Linked DNA regions of Arachis hypogaea: region 1 is linked to region 2. A link is a contact called in public Hi-C data. All regions are on one chromosome and are shown on one strand. Each heading gives the region's core, a stretch centred on a gene start, on an enhancer-like site or on the middle of the called end of the contact. The rest is flanking DNA. Distances are from core to core; before and after follow the strand shown. Region 1 has its middle 15 kb from the start of LOC112765834. Region 2 has its middle 24 kb from the start of LOC112764509.

What was found. Hi-C and Micro-C count contacts between places; a contact is called where the count stands out from the background.
Region 1: a Hi-C map of leaf shows a contact between it and region 2, with 3 times the contacts expected there. The contact joins two enhancer-like sites. A contact is called at or near these places in 2 of 8 Hi-C or Micro-C datasets (both in leaf).

Annotation. Positions count from the first base shown.
Region 1 is chr17:43,490,678-43,497,206 of arahy.Tifrunner.gnm2.J5K5, reverse strand. No RefSeq gene overlaps it. Among protein-coding and RNA genes, the nearest start is that of LOC112765834, 15 kb to the left of the region's middle. Within about 2 kb of position 2,031, at least 1 of the 3 cell types and tissues checked has open chromatin away from gene starts, as enhancers often do.
Region 2 is chr17:42,859,481-42,865,158 of arahy.Tifrunner.gnm2.J5K5, reverse strand. No RefSeq gene overlaps it. Among protein-coding and RNA genes, the nearest start is that of LOC112764509, 24 kb to the right of the region's middle. Within about 2 kb of position 3,073, at least 1 of the 3 cell types and tissues checked has open chromatin away from gene starts, as enhancers often do.

The DNA of each region.
Region 1 (6,529 bases), core at 782-3,281, 630 kb before region 2:
GAAGCAGGCAGGCAGGGGCTCTAGCAACCTCAATGGCGAGCTATGACGGTGGCAGTTGTTCGGCGGTGACAGCGGTACAGCTCCATTCTTCTTGTCGCTGGTCTTGTTCTCTCTCTGTGACAACGACACGACGACGATGTCAATGGCGGCAGCAGGACCAAGCCTTGTCGTGCGGTCTCCCTCTTCCCTCCTCTCTTTTCTTCTTCCCATCTTCTTCCGTTTCCTCCTCTTTCTCAGTTTCTTTTTCTCTCCTTTCTTTCTTTTCTTATGGTTCCAGATTGAAAGAGAGTGAGAGTAACTAAGTGAGTGAGAAGTGTTAGTGTAGATGTGTAAGAAATGAAAGTGAGTATGTATTTAAAATTAGGGTTAGGTAAAAATCAAAAGGAGTAAGGATATTTTAGAGATTTTAATAAAATTAGATAGTAGTGTAGTAATTAAAAACTAAATATATTTTAATAAAATTATTATAAAAATATTATTTATTTATTAACTTGCTAATTAGTTTCTAATACGTACTTTAACATTAAATTAGAGATAATTCAATTAAATTCTTTTTAGTTCATAAGATTAAAGCATTAAATTTCAAATCTCAAGTATTCAAAATAGATAATCAAATTTTTATTATTTTTAAATTATTAAAACTTTTAAATATTAAATAAAAAAATATCTAATAATTATGAATATTATATATAAGGGTCCTAATAAATTTTTAAACTCAAAATATCATAAAATTTAATTTAATTACTATTAATAAAAATATTTTCTGAAAATAAAGTCCTAAACAAAGATAATGAGTCATAAATAAATCATTATTTAGTTTGCAAAAATTTGGGTGTTACATAAATTTTGAATATAATAATATAATTATTTATCAAGTAATATAAAATAAAATTTTAATATTTTATATTTTTATGTTAGTTTAAAATATTATTTTAATATAATTTTTTAATATTATAAAAAAGTTTTACACAATAATTAATTTTATTAAATAAAACTACTCATATATTTTATATTTATATATTTTATATTTAATTATTTAAAAATAAAAGATTTTGTTGTCGTTTAAAGTATTGTGTATTAAAGTATTGGCATTTAAAGCATTTATTTATGTACTAGGATATTCTATATTTATTAGAGTCTATCAATACTCTTCTTTTATATTAGCTTTTGATTTTCATCTAATAAAATCTAATAGCCTATATAAGTGTGACTCATTCAATAAGCACACAATTGTTGAGCTCGTTTTAGACATACCCAATATAGCGAATCATTTGAAATTTTATAAAACAATTTAAGGTGCTATACAAATTCCAGAGCTTATTTTGAATATTTACTCATTATAATTAATAATGAGCAATATGTAAAATTAAATAGCCAAAATCCCATTTCTTAGTAAAATAAAAAAGTTAGTAAAATAAAAAATTAATCAATATTAATTTTATAATTTTTTATAAAATTGTAATTTAAAAATGATTAATTTTTTATTTTATCAATTTTTTCACGTTAGAATATCTTGTTCGTTAGGTTAATTTGGTTTGAACTACTTCCTAAGAGAATAAACGTGTTACTAATTTGTCAACTTGGTTAGGATAAAAAGGGAATTAAATGACAATTATAATATCAGTGATAAATGATACATCAAGATATCAATTATATTGTCTTCCGAAGCAAGAAACAATAGAAATAAGTTCACCACCCATACATTGTTTGGCGGTGCTTTGTTTAATGGTGGGTCATGGCCCCCAAAAGATTTTGTAAACAATTTGGTATCTAAAAGTAAAAAAGTTAGCTTTTATGCTTTTACCATTCATTCAAATTTTTTATTTTACACGTAATGGATAAAATGGCTTTTTGACAAATTGAATATACTAAGGCCCAATATCACTGAAATAATTACCATTTACTCAAATTTTTTATTTTATAATTGATAAAATAATCTTTTTGAATATGCTTCGGCCCAATTCAACGCGATCCACACATGGCCCAACAAACGGACACTTGCTCCATTTCGTACAAGCAGGTGTCCTCTGCGTAAAATGAACAGTGAAAGACTCAACTGCTAGCAAAAGGTATGAAAGGGGCTGGGCCCTAAGAAGCAAGGAGATAGGATCCACCCGGACGAACAAGGATAAAGGAGAGAGACCTAAAATTTTCGTAAATAGTGGATATATCTAAATAAAAAAAAGTATGTCCTAAGCTTTAGTTTTTAATCCGCATATTTTTGCCCTTCGTAATTCTTTCTCAGCCAGGTTTGTGGGCACAACGGAACGTGTAACCCGCCTGCTGTCTCATTCAACTACATTTGTTCCTGTAATCCATAACCTACTATAATAATTCAAATTTTTAAAAATTAAATAATGAATTATTGATGATTTATTATATTTATTGAGAATTTAAGGTTTAACTATAATATTTTCTTAAATTTAATTTAATTAGTTTTAAAAAAATATTTTTAAATTTAGAGTTTAGGATTTAGGATTTAGGATTTAAGATTTATTATTATTATTATTATTATTATTATTATTATTATTATTATTATTATTTCTTTTTTCTATTGGCCGAAGCCATTAAGGGAACAAAGAGAAAAGAAAGAATTGGCAGAAAGCCATTAAGGGAAAACAAAAGAAAGAAATTGTTAGTCACCAAAAAAAAAAAAAAGAAAGAAATTGAAAATGTGGCTTGATATGTGTATAAACATATATACAATGATGGCACATGCTTTCTTTCATTAATTACCCATAACATCTAATGAGTTATTCATGATTTATTATATTTGTTGAGAATTTTATTTAAAAAAAATTATTTTCTTAAAAGTAATTAAATTAAATTTTATGATACTTTAAGTTTAAAATCTATTAAAATTTTTAAATAATTTTAATTAAAATAAGATATTTCAAATAATAATAATAATAATAATAATAATAATAATAATAATAATAATAATAATATTATTATTATTATTATTATTATTATTATTATTATTATTATTATTATTATTATTATTATTATTATTATTATTATTAGTTCTTTTTTCTATTGGCCGAAGCCATTAAGGGAACAAAGAGAAAAGAAAGAATTGGCAGAAAGCCATTAAGGGAAAACAAAAGAAAGAAATTGAAAATGTGGCTTGAAATGTGTATAAACATATATACAATGATAACACATGCTTTCTTTCATTAATTATCCATGACACCTAATGAAGCATTAGCCACCACAAATTTTCAATTCGTACGGAGGTAGGGTTTGATAATTTTATAATAACTAAATGTAAATCTGATAAATGAATGTTGGTTTGATTGATTATTATTTGAGTTTGATTAAGTTTATGTTAAACTATTGTTGAATTATTATTATTTGCTTGAGAGTTATATATTTTGGGATTTTTTTTAAAACAGAATTAAAGAATAAATTGTTGAAATTGATTTGAAACTTTTGTTTTGGTGAAAAAGGAGTTTAATGAAAGAGATTTTGATATTTGAAAAAAATTTGGGCAGTATATAAGAGTTGTGGTTTAGTCCCACTTGCTGTGGGTCAAGATTTTAAAAGATTATGGTTTTGAATTTGAGCTATGACCTAGCAAGGATCATGGTGGTGTACCACTTGTCCAGTTTCGCAATGGACGTGAGGATTGTGGTTATTTACCACCCACGGGTGTGCTGCTTTCCAATTTAAAACGTCTGTTGTAATTGAGGTGGTTTATCGCCTAGAGATGGTGGGGATTGAGGTAATTTACTGCTCACCAGGTGAGGATCGTGGTACTGTACCGCTCACCAGTTTTCAAGAGGATGATGCCCGAGTTAGCTACCGGACATGTCAGGTTGGCTGTATAACCGACAGACGAGACTCATCAGCCATACGACAGGCATGCATCATACTTGTTTGCACATATTTATTTCTGAGTGTGTTTTCTGTGATTGTGGGTGCGCCATATGATTGTTTGATTTCTGTGTTCTTTATTTGTTAAGTCTAAATGTATTCTATTGCTCGTTGCTGTTGGTTATGGTAATAAAATGAACATAACTATACACCCTGACCCTATTAAGAACTCTCCAGTTCTTACCCCCTATTTTCACCCCTTTCAGCTACAGGTGCGAAGGTTTAATGCATAGCTACAGGAGCATAGAAGAATATGTTTACGAGTTGAGTTGTTAGAATTTATTTTTTCCTCACTTTGTTAGTTAGAGTTTTATTCAGAGGGCTAGGTTTTATAATTGCTTTTGTATGTAATACTATAATGTATTATTAATATTAAGTATGTGAAAAATGTGTTATGTGTTCTTGTTAGAAAAGATTTAAGTGTTTAGCGAAACCATTGGTAGATTTACGCATAGAGGCTCATACCTTATTATTAAATATATGAGAGTCATTGTAATACCCCTGCTATCAGAGTGGCGCACCTGGAAGCGTGACTTTCTGATAGTAAGGGTGTTACATTATGGTATCAGAGCAGTTCGTTCCTGTTAGAGCCTTGGGAATGGACTGACTATGCTTCACTGCATACTCTAAGCATCTGTCATATAGTAGGACTTGTCCTAATGACAAAAGTTTGAGTTTCAGATGCATGACCGTCTATTGATTAATGCTGTTAGTCGACCGTTGCATTCCCCATGGTATTAGGTCTGGCCAACACAATACCGATGATTTGTGTATACGGAAACACTAATGGGTTATAATAGACGAAATAAAAGTAATAGGTAATACAAATTATGAAGTTAGCTTGGTTACGAAGTATACTCTTTATTCGTGCTATGTGACTTGGTGTCTAGTGTGGGTTTAGAATGTCCACAACTGAACCGGCAAGTACACCGGGTCGTCTAAATAATATCTCATGTAAGTGAGGGTCGATCTCATGAGGACTGAGGAACTGAGCAACAATAGTCAACTAATGGGCTTAGTCAGGCAAGCAGAAAAGGTTGCTTATGTTGCTTTTCAAAAGCATTAAACAATAAAACAAGAGTAAAGAAAGCAAAAAGAGAGTTTGGTGAAGAAATCATTAGGAGAAATAGTTAAGGTATCAAAAGATGATTATTTGTCCGGATTAAGGTTTCTTACCAACTATTTTAATAATGCAAGATTTATTTCATGAAAAACTATAATTAACTAAACCATAATCTCTTAGTGATTTAGTCTCCTCTAACCTTCATTAACCGCCAATCTCTTGGTCACTTGATTCCGATTAGAAGGTTAAGTTCAAATCTAGTTTATGGCCACAAAAACCCTAATTATCCAAAGCTAAATAGATTATATGTCATGTATCCAGATTAGTTCAAGTAATTAGCAATTTAGGAGGAATTTACTTTCAATCTGTTGTTCATGTGAGAGACCTCTCTCGAGGATCGCATGAACGTATTTAGAATAAGGGTCATACTCTTGTTCCACCCAGATTCATAAAATTAAGAATAAAAGTAATCCTTAAAACTGAATCAGTATATTAATTAAAATAGAAGAGTAATAGTCTCAATCCATAGAAATAAACAGAGCTCCTAACCTTAACCAAAGAGGTTTAGAAAAGTGCCGAAGAAAAAAGATCTGAAAGTCCGATAATCCCCCTCAAGGGTAAATCTTTTCCCTTTTATATCTAATCTAATCTTATTTGAAAATAAAATAAAATGATAAATCCTAAAACTAAAAGATATTGTTTGTAAATAAAAATTACAAAAATAAAAGATAAGATGACTAATAAAGGCTATATCCAACTAGAGATGCTCCAAGAGTGGGACTTCGGATCAGCTTGCCTGGCGCTAAACGCCAGTTGGGCATTTAGCGCCCAAAAGGAGACAGAGTGTTGTTGTGTGCAAAGCTTGCTGGCGCTAAACGCTAGCTTGGTGTTTAGCGCCCAGTGGAGGAGGGCAGCTTCAGCTCTTTTCCTTTTTTGTCCAAAATCTGTCAAATTGCTCCGAATTTCAACTGAATCATAAAAATACTAAAACAACTCAAAGTAGCATCCAAAGAGGATTTTTTCACTAAAATATAATAAAACTTAACAAATTCTAACTGAAAACAACTAAAAAATATAGGGAAAAAGGGTACAAGATGCTCACGCATGACAACACCAAACTTAAACTGTTGCTTGTCCTCAAGCAACTAAAAACAATGTAGGACTTAGAAAAGAAGAGAAAATGCTCAAGGCTTGAGTGTTCCTTTAAGCTCATGTGTAAGTACTGAGTGGGTCTAATGACACTTTAACTCTGAATAGGTTTGGTATCTCATTATCCTTTGAAGCTTAGAAATATCGGAGTCTCTCATCACTAGAACTCGGATGATATTATGGAGTCTCTTTCTCTCAAAGCTCTGGTTGATCCTTGAACACAGCTGTTTCTTATCTTTTCTTGGTGCTTTGCACCTTGAGCCTAGCCGTGACTCTAACTGTTTTGTCTTCAAGGTTAACTTGATACAAAAACACCACAAGCACTTAACTGAGAAACTCTTTGAGTTCTAGTTTACTTTTAATTTCTCTCCAACAGTGGTGCTCAGAGCCTTTGGCATACTCTGTGCTTGCATTTGGTCACAACCCTTTACTTGAAACATT
Region 2 (5,678 bases), core at 1,824-4,323:
TGGTAGAAAATGAGGACTAATGTTGCTTTTGAAAAATCTAATTTTGGAACAACTTCAGTAAGCCATAACTCGGCTTCTGGACCCTCAATTTTCATCAAACTTGATTTAAATGAAAATTTAGATCCGTGAAGTTTATGCCGTTTGAAGAACGTATGAAAAATATTTTAAAACAAAAGAGTTATGTGAATTTGCAGTTTGGTGCGCGAAAGGTGAATTATGGAACTTTGCTAGTTTTTGGGGGAAAATGGAGAAATGCGTACGCGACTGGCACACGCGACATGGACGGTGGGCACTGCTCATACGTCTCATGTACGCAGAGCAATCCCATGTATGTGGACCCTCGCTTTTCACACCTCTATGTACGCGAGACACACGCACGCGCCGCAGGATTTCATTTCAGGTTCGCACATCCGCGTATGCGGGCAAGTGACACGTACGCGGGATGGAAGATTTTCAAGGCCGCGTACGCGAGCCCCCTTTTTTGCAGCACAAGTGAGTTTTTTTTTTTAGGTTTTACCAATTCTCTAGCTTCCAACCTCTTTTACCTATCCTTTTTGGTCCGATACCTAGCTCTTGAGTTTAAGAAGGATAGTAGACCCATAGAGGAAGTAGAGAAAAAAAGAACTTGAGTTAGGAAGTTGTAAATGTATATGAGGTGAATAACAGTTAAGTTGATATTGAATGAGCTGAGAAAGTATAGAAGGCTGAGTCTGAGATGTTTGAGGCTGAAATGATGCCGATTAATTGAAATGATGAATTATTATTGAAATATGATTGATGATTAAATGATTATGATTAATTTAGAAAGTGTGAAAATTTTTATAATTGACGAATATTGGCCATAAAGATATTGAATGAATGAATATGATAATTGAGGCCTGATTGAGATTGTTGATGTTGAGTATGTTTAAGTTTTTTCTCTATTTGTAAAGTGTGTCGGGTACTATATCCCATGAGTGTGTCAGGTACTATATCCTAAGAACGTGGCGGGTGCTATATCCCAAGAGTGTGTGAGCACTTTACCCTGGGAAATGTATCGGGCACTATATCCCAAGAGTGTGGTGGGAACTATATCCCAAGAGTGTGGCGGACGCTATATCCCAAGAGTGTGGGAACACTTTATCCTGGGAAATACGGCAGGCACTATATCCTATGAGTATGGCAGGTACTATATTCCAAGACTGTAACAGGCACTATATCCCAAGAGTGTGGAGCAAGTCAGAGAGACGATATCCGGGTTAGCTACCGAGTGTGTCTGACACGTGAACTCACGGCCAGTAGAAAAGGCATACATCATATGCATTTGTTTGTCTTGTTTGAGTTTGCATTACTTGGTTTGCCTATTTGAATATCTATGCTTACTTGCTATATGATTTTCTTGCTGTAACTGCATCCTTTTTGTGATTTCTTTCTCTGCATTGTATGTTTGTGCAACTGAGAGGCCCCTCGTTTGGCAGAGGAGTAACAAGAGCAGTTCCACCAGAGTTTTGGGGGATTGAAAGAAGACGAGATGCTAAGGGAATAAGTTAGAATTAAGTTAGAATTGAGTTAGGGTTAAGAGCCTTAGACAAACTACCCTGTTTATGGTTTCCAGTTTTAAATCTGAGTATCAAAGTTCTAGAATCGCCTCTGGCTTTCTTGGGACCTTATATATTATCTATGTGGGCACCTTTACCATGCTGATAACCTCTAGTTCTCATTCCATACGTGTTGTTATTTTTCAGATGCAGGTTGAGAGGCACCTCTTTGAGCTTTCTAAAGACTCTTTGGAAGTGAAGAACTATTTTGGATTTTAGGGTTTGTATTTTGCTGATGTATATATGTATATAGATTATCCGCTATGTATATTTTGCATTTTGTCCCTCCTAGAGGTTGACTTGGAGAAACAGGTTTGTAGCTTGTGTGTTGGGATTACTCTTTGGGGTTACATATATGTATATGTATATGTATACTCTCGTCAGCCTTTGCTTCACAGGTCGAGCCAAGAGCTTGTTAATTGTATCTTTGAAACTCTAATCTTATATATATGTATTATCCTTTTCCGTTTGACCTTATCTACCTTTATGCATTGATCCGATCGTGAGTGATGCGATTTCTGTTTCGTTTTTTATTACCTTATCTTTCAAGGCTCCTAGTTACAATTTCCTTCGGTTATATTATATTATGTATTTTTACTTTTAGAGGTCGTAGCGCCTCGCCACCTCTGATTTACGTCCTAGATGTAAAGCTCTGTATAGTAGGGTGTTACAATAATGCATCCAAAAAATTTGGCCTATAATCCTCTTAGTTCAAATGAAGCTTCTCATCCTCTTGATTCCAATGATAGTCAACCACAAGCTTATTCTAATATTTGGGAAAAAACAAACTTGTATTTAGGTTGCTGTTCTTTTTTGGTTTTAGCTATTTTAATTGTTGTGATCCTGATTTAAGTTCATGTTATTGATATTATTAATTTGGTAATTTGATAAATTATTCTTGAGGTGTTGTTTTTTGACCCTGTGATTATTACGTTGTTGTATTTTTGTCTAATTGTTTATTTGAACAATTATTCTGATCTAAGTTCATGTTCTTGATCTTGTTAATTTAGTAATTTGATAAATTATTGTTGAGATGCTATGTGATTGTTAGGTTGTTATATTTTTGCCTAATTATTAATTTGAATAATTATTTTGATTTGAGTTCATGTTCTCGAATTTGTTAATTTGATAAATTACTGTTATTGCAGTGCTATTTTTGATCTTGTGATTGTGATATTTAATTATTGAGTTTGTATTTACATGAGATTATAATATTACGGATGATGTAATATTTTTATTTAGATGACATTTTAAAGTTTATATTAGATTATAATTATATTTTAGTGTATTTATTTATTATTTTATTATAAAATAGTTATTCTAACTAAACTATAATTAAATTGATTGAATCAATAAACTAATGAATCAATAGCTAAAGAGGTTCAATGACCAATTCAATTTTTTTTCGAACTTGTAACTTAATAGAACATATCAAAGGCAGAGAGTAAGTAACCAGCAATAAAGCATGCCTATTAAATGGGCGAGGCCCAACAGTCTTTTTAAAAACCCAAGACCCAAAAAATAAAAAATAAACAAACGGATACCCATGAACCATTGCACTAAAATACGATCACATCTAAATTGAGATGAACTCCACGACCAAAAAAAATGAGATAAACTAAATTTGTGAGATTCAATTTGTTGATGGATTAATTTAGTTTTTTTTTATTTTATTTTATTTGTGGACTTGGGATTAATTTAGTCTATTGAGGAACCAAATTGAGTCTCACTAACTCACTTTTTAGTGTGTCGTATCAGCTAGCCATTTTGTTAATTGAATTAGTGACTAAGGGACCAATGTGGTTTAGAGTTATAAAACTTATTAATCAAATTGCATTGAACATTTTTAAAAGAGTAAATATTTAAATTCATACTCAAAAAATTCAGATCGGGTATTTTAATCCTCGGCAAATTTTTATTCTCAAAAAATCTTTAAAAATTATTCTCGTAAGACAAATTAGTTTCTTTGTCACTTTCAATTAATTTTTTAATGTACATATTGGATAAAAAAAAATTTTCAAAAAATTTATTATAAAACAATTAAATTTTCAAAAAATACCACTCTAAGACAAATTATTTGCTCTTCAAAACGGCAGAAAAAAACCAATCTATTCAATAAAATTAATTTTCAAAAATTTTTAAAAAATAAAAATTTGTCTGGGATTGAATGTTTATTTTTTAAAAAAATTTTGGAACATTGAGTCTTATTCCATATTAGGAATACACTTTACTTTCTTAAGTATATCCTAGCTCGATTAAGAACCTTATCTCCACCGGTAGTTGTAGTATGTGGTTAAGCTATTTGTAACTTTGTATTTCTGCACCATCCTAGTTCTACCATATTTGTACATGATATATGAATTCGACCACAATTTATTAAAAGTATGCTTGCTTTTATATTATATATATATATATATATATATATATATATAAAATTAAAAAGCATGATTTTGTAAGTTTCAAAATCAATTTACCATTTCCATTAAAGTTAAGTATATCTTAATTCTATTAAAATTATCTTTTGTTTCAATTTTAAGCGTAGTACTCTTTCAAAATAATATATACATAAATAAAAAACAAGAAATAAAAGCAGAAAAATAAACTACATTTGGAAATAGTCATATAAAGAGTATTTATTAGAATTAAAAGTTATAAAACTATTTGAATGTAATAAATATAAGAACTTTAACTTTTTTTTTCTCTAATAATTAATAAATTATGATTAAATTATGTAATAAAAAAGTTCACTTCAAATTTAAGTTATTCCATGCATTACTCATACATCTCCAGTTTTTTTAACAATTGATAAAATACAGTGTGATCTATCACATTTGATTCTATGAGTGGGACCAGAAATAAATAAGAGAGAGAGTAATGAATGGTTAGATTGAACACTGTATACCATCCAGTTTTTTTCTCACTGGAGATGATCCACTCCCATCTAATTTGTTGTCACGTCATTAAAACTAGTGTGTTATTGCCCAAATAACTTTTTTATGTAAATAACCACCATAAATCCATAATCACCTTAAATAATACAAAGATTAAAAAAAAAAAAAAAACATTGATATGCCATATAATCTTTTCTACTAATCAACTACGTAAATGTACAAAATGGTGTACAGAATACCTTTTTCTCTAAAGTACACAATTCACTACTTGTGGCCACCAAATTACCAGCTTAACAAAGAAAATTAATAAAGTGAAAGTGATGGAGAATCAAAAGAGAACAGAGTACCGCATGTGATAACTGATAAGTGATGAGATGACTTGCTTCACTTTTGTGTCTACGCTCATATTACCTTTCATAATCTTATTAGGGTTTTTATTCGATTCCTTAGGCACTCACTAAACATGCCAATGGAGACTTTAGGTACAATTTTTGAAGCACGCCACATATCTATCTTACAAAAAATTGAGATAATTAATGACTATAAAAGTTCAGACCAACTACATCTTTCACAAGACCAAACTTCTTGTTCTGTCTTGGAAAGGAAAAGTGATGTGAATCTCAAACACCGTCTAATTCAAACAATATTGCCGGTACAAGGAATATATATATGGTAACCTGCCCATCCATGAAGCCCCACTCTCCATACTTTTTTTTTTCTTTTTGGTAAGTTCCACTCTCCATACTTTAAAACAAAGATAATATTCCTAATCCTAGCTGCTATTGAATCTTCTCATAATGTACCTCAATCTTGTTTCTCACGTTGCACTGTGTTGGTGTATAAAGTATTTTTACTTCTTATATTAAAAGTTTATTACAAATTTATTAAATCTATTATATAAATATGAGAGCTGTATATTAGTTAAACCAATTAGTGGTAGATTTTAGAGTTAGGTAATCAAGTATAATTATATATATAGCTTATTAGTTACTTTTTTTTAGATAATTACATCTTCACCCAACTCCAAATAAAGTTGGCGTAGTTCCAAAAAACAGCAACAAAAACAGGGCAACAATTACAAAGAAAATATAAAAACTAGCATTAAACAGCAAACAGGAAGCAAAAGAATATGATGATTTTAGCTCCTCTCAAGACCTTCAAAATGAACCTGCTCAAATATACAACATCAAATCATGATCATACTCCTTCC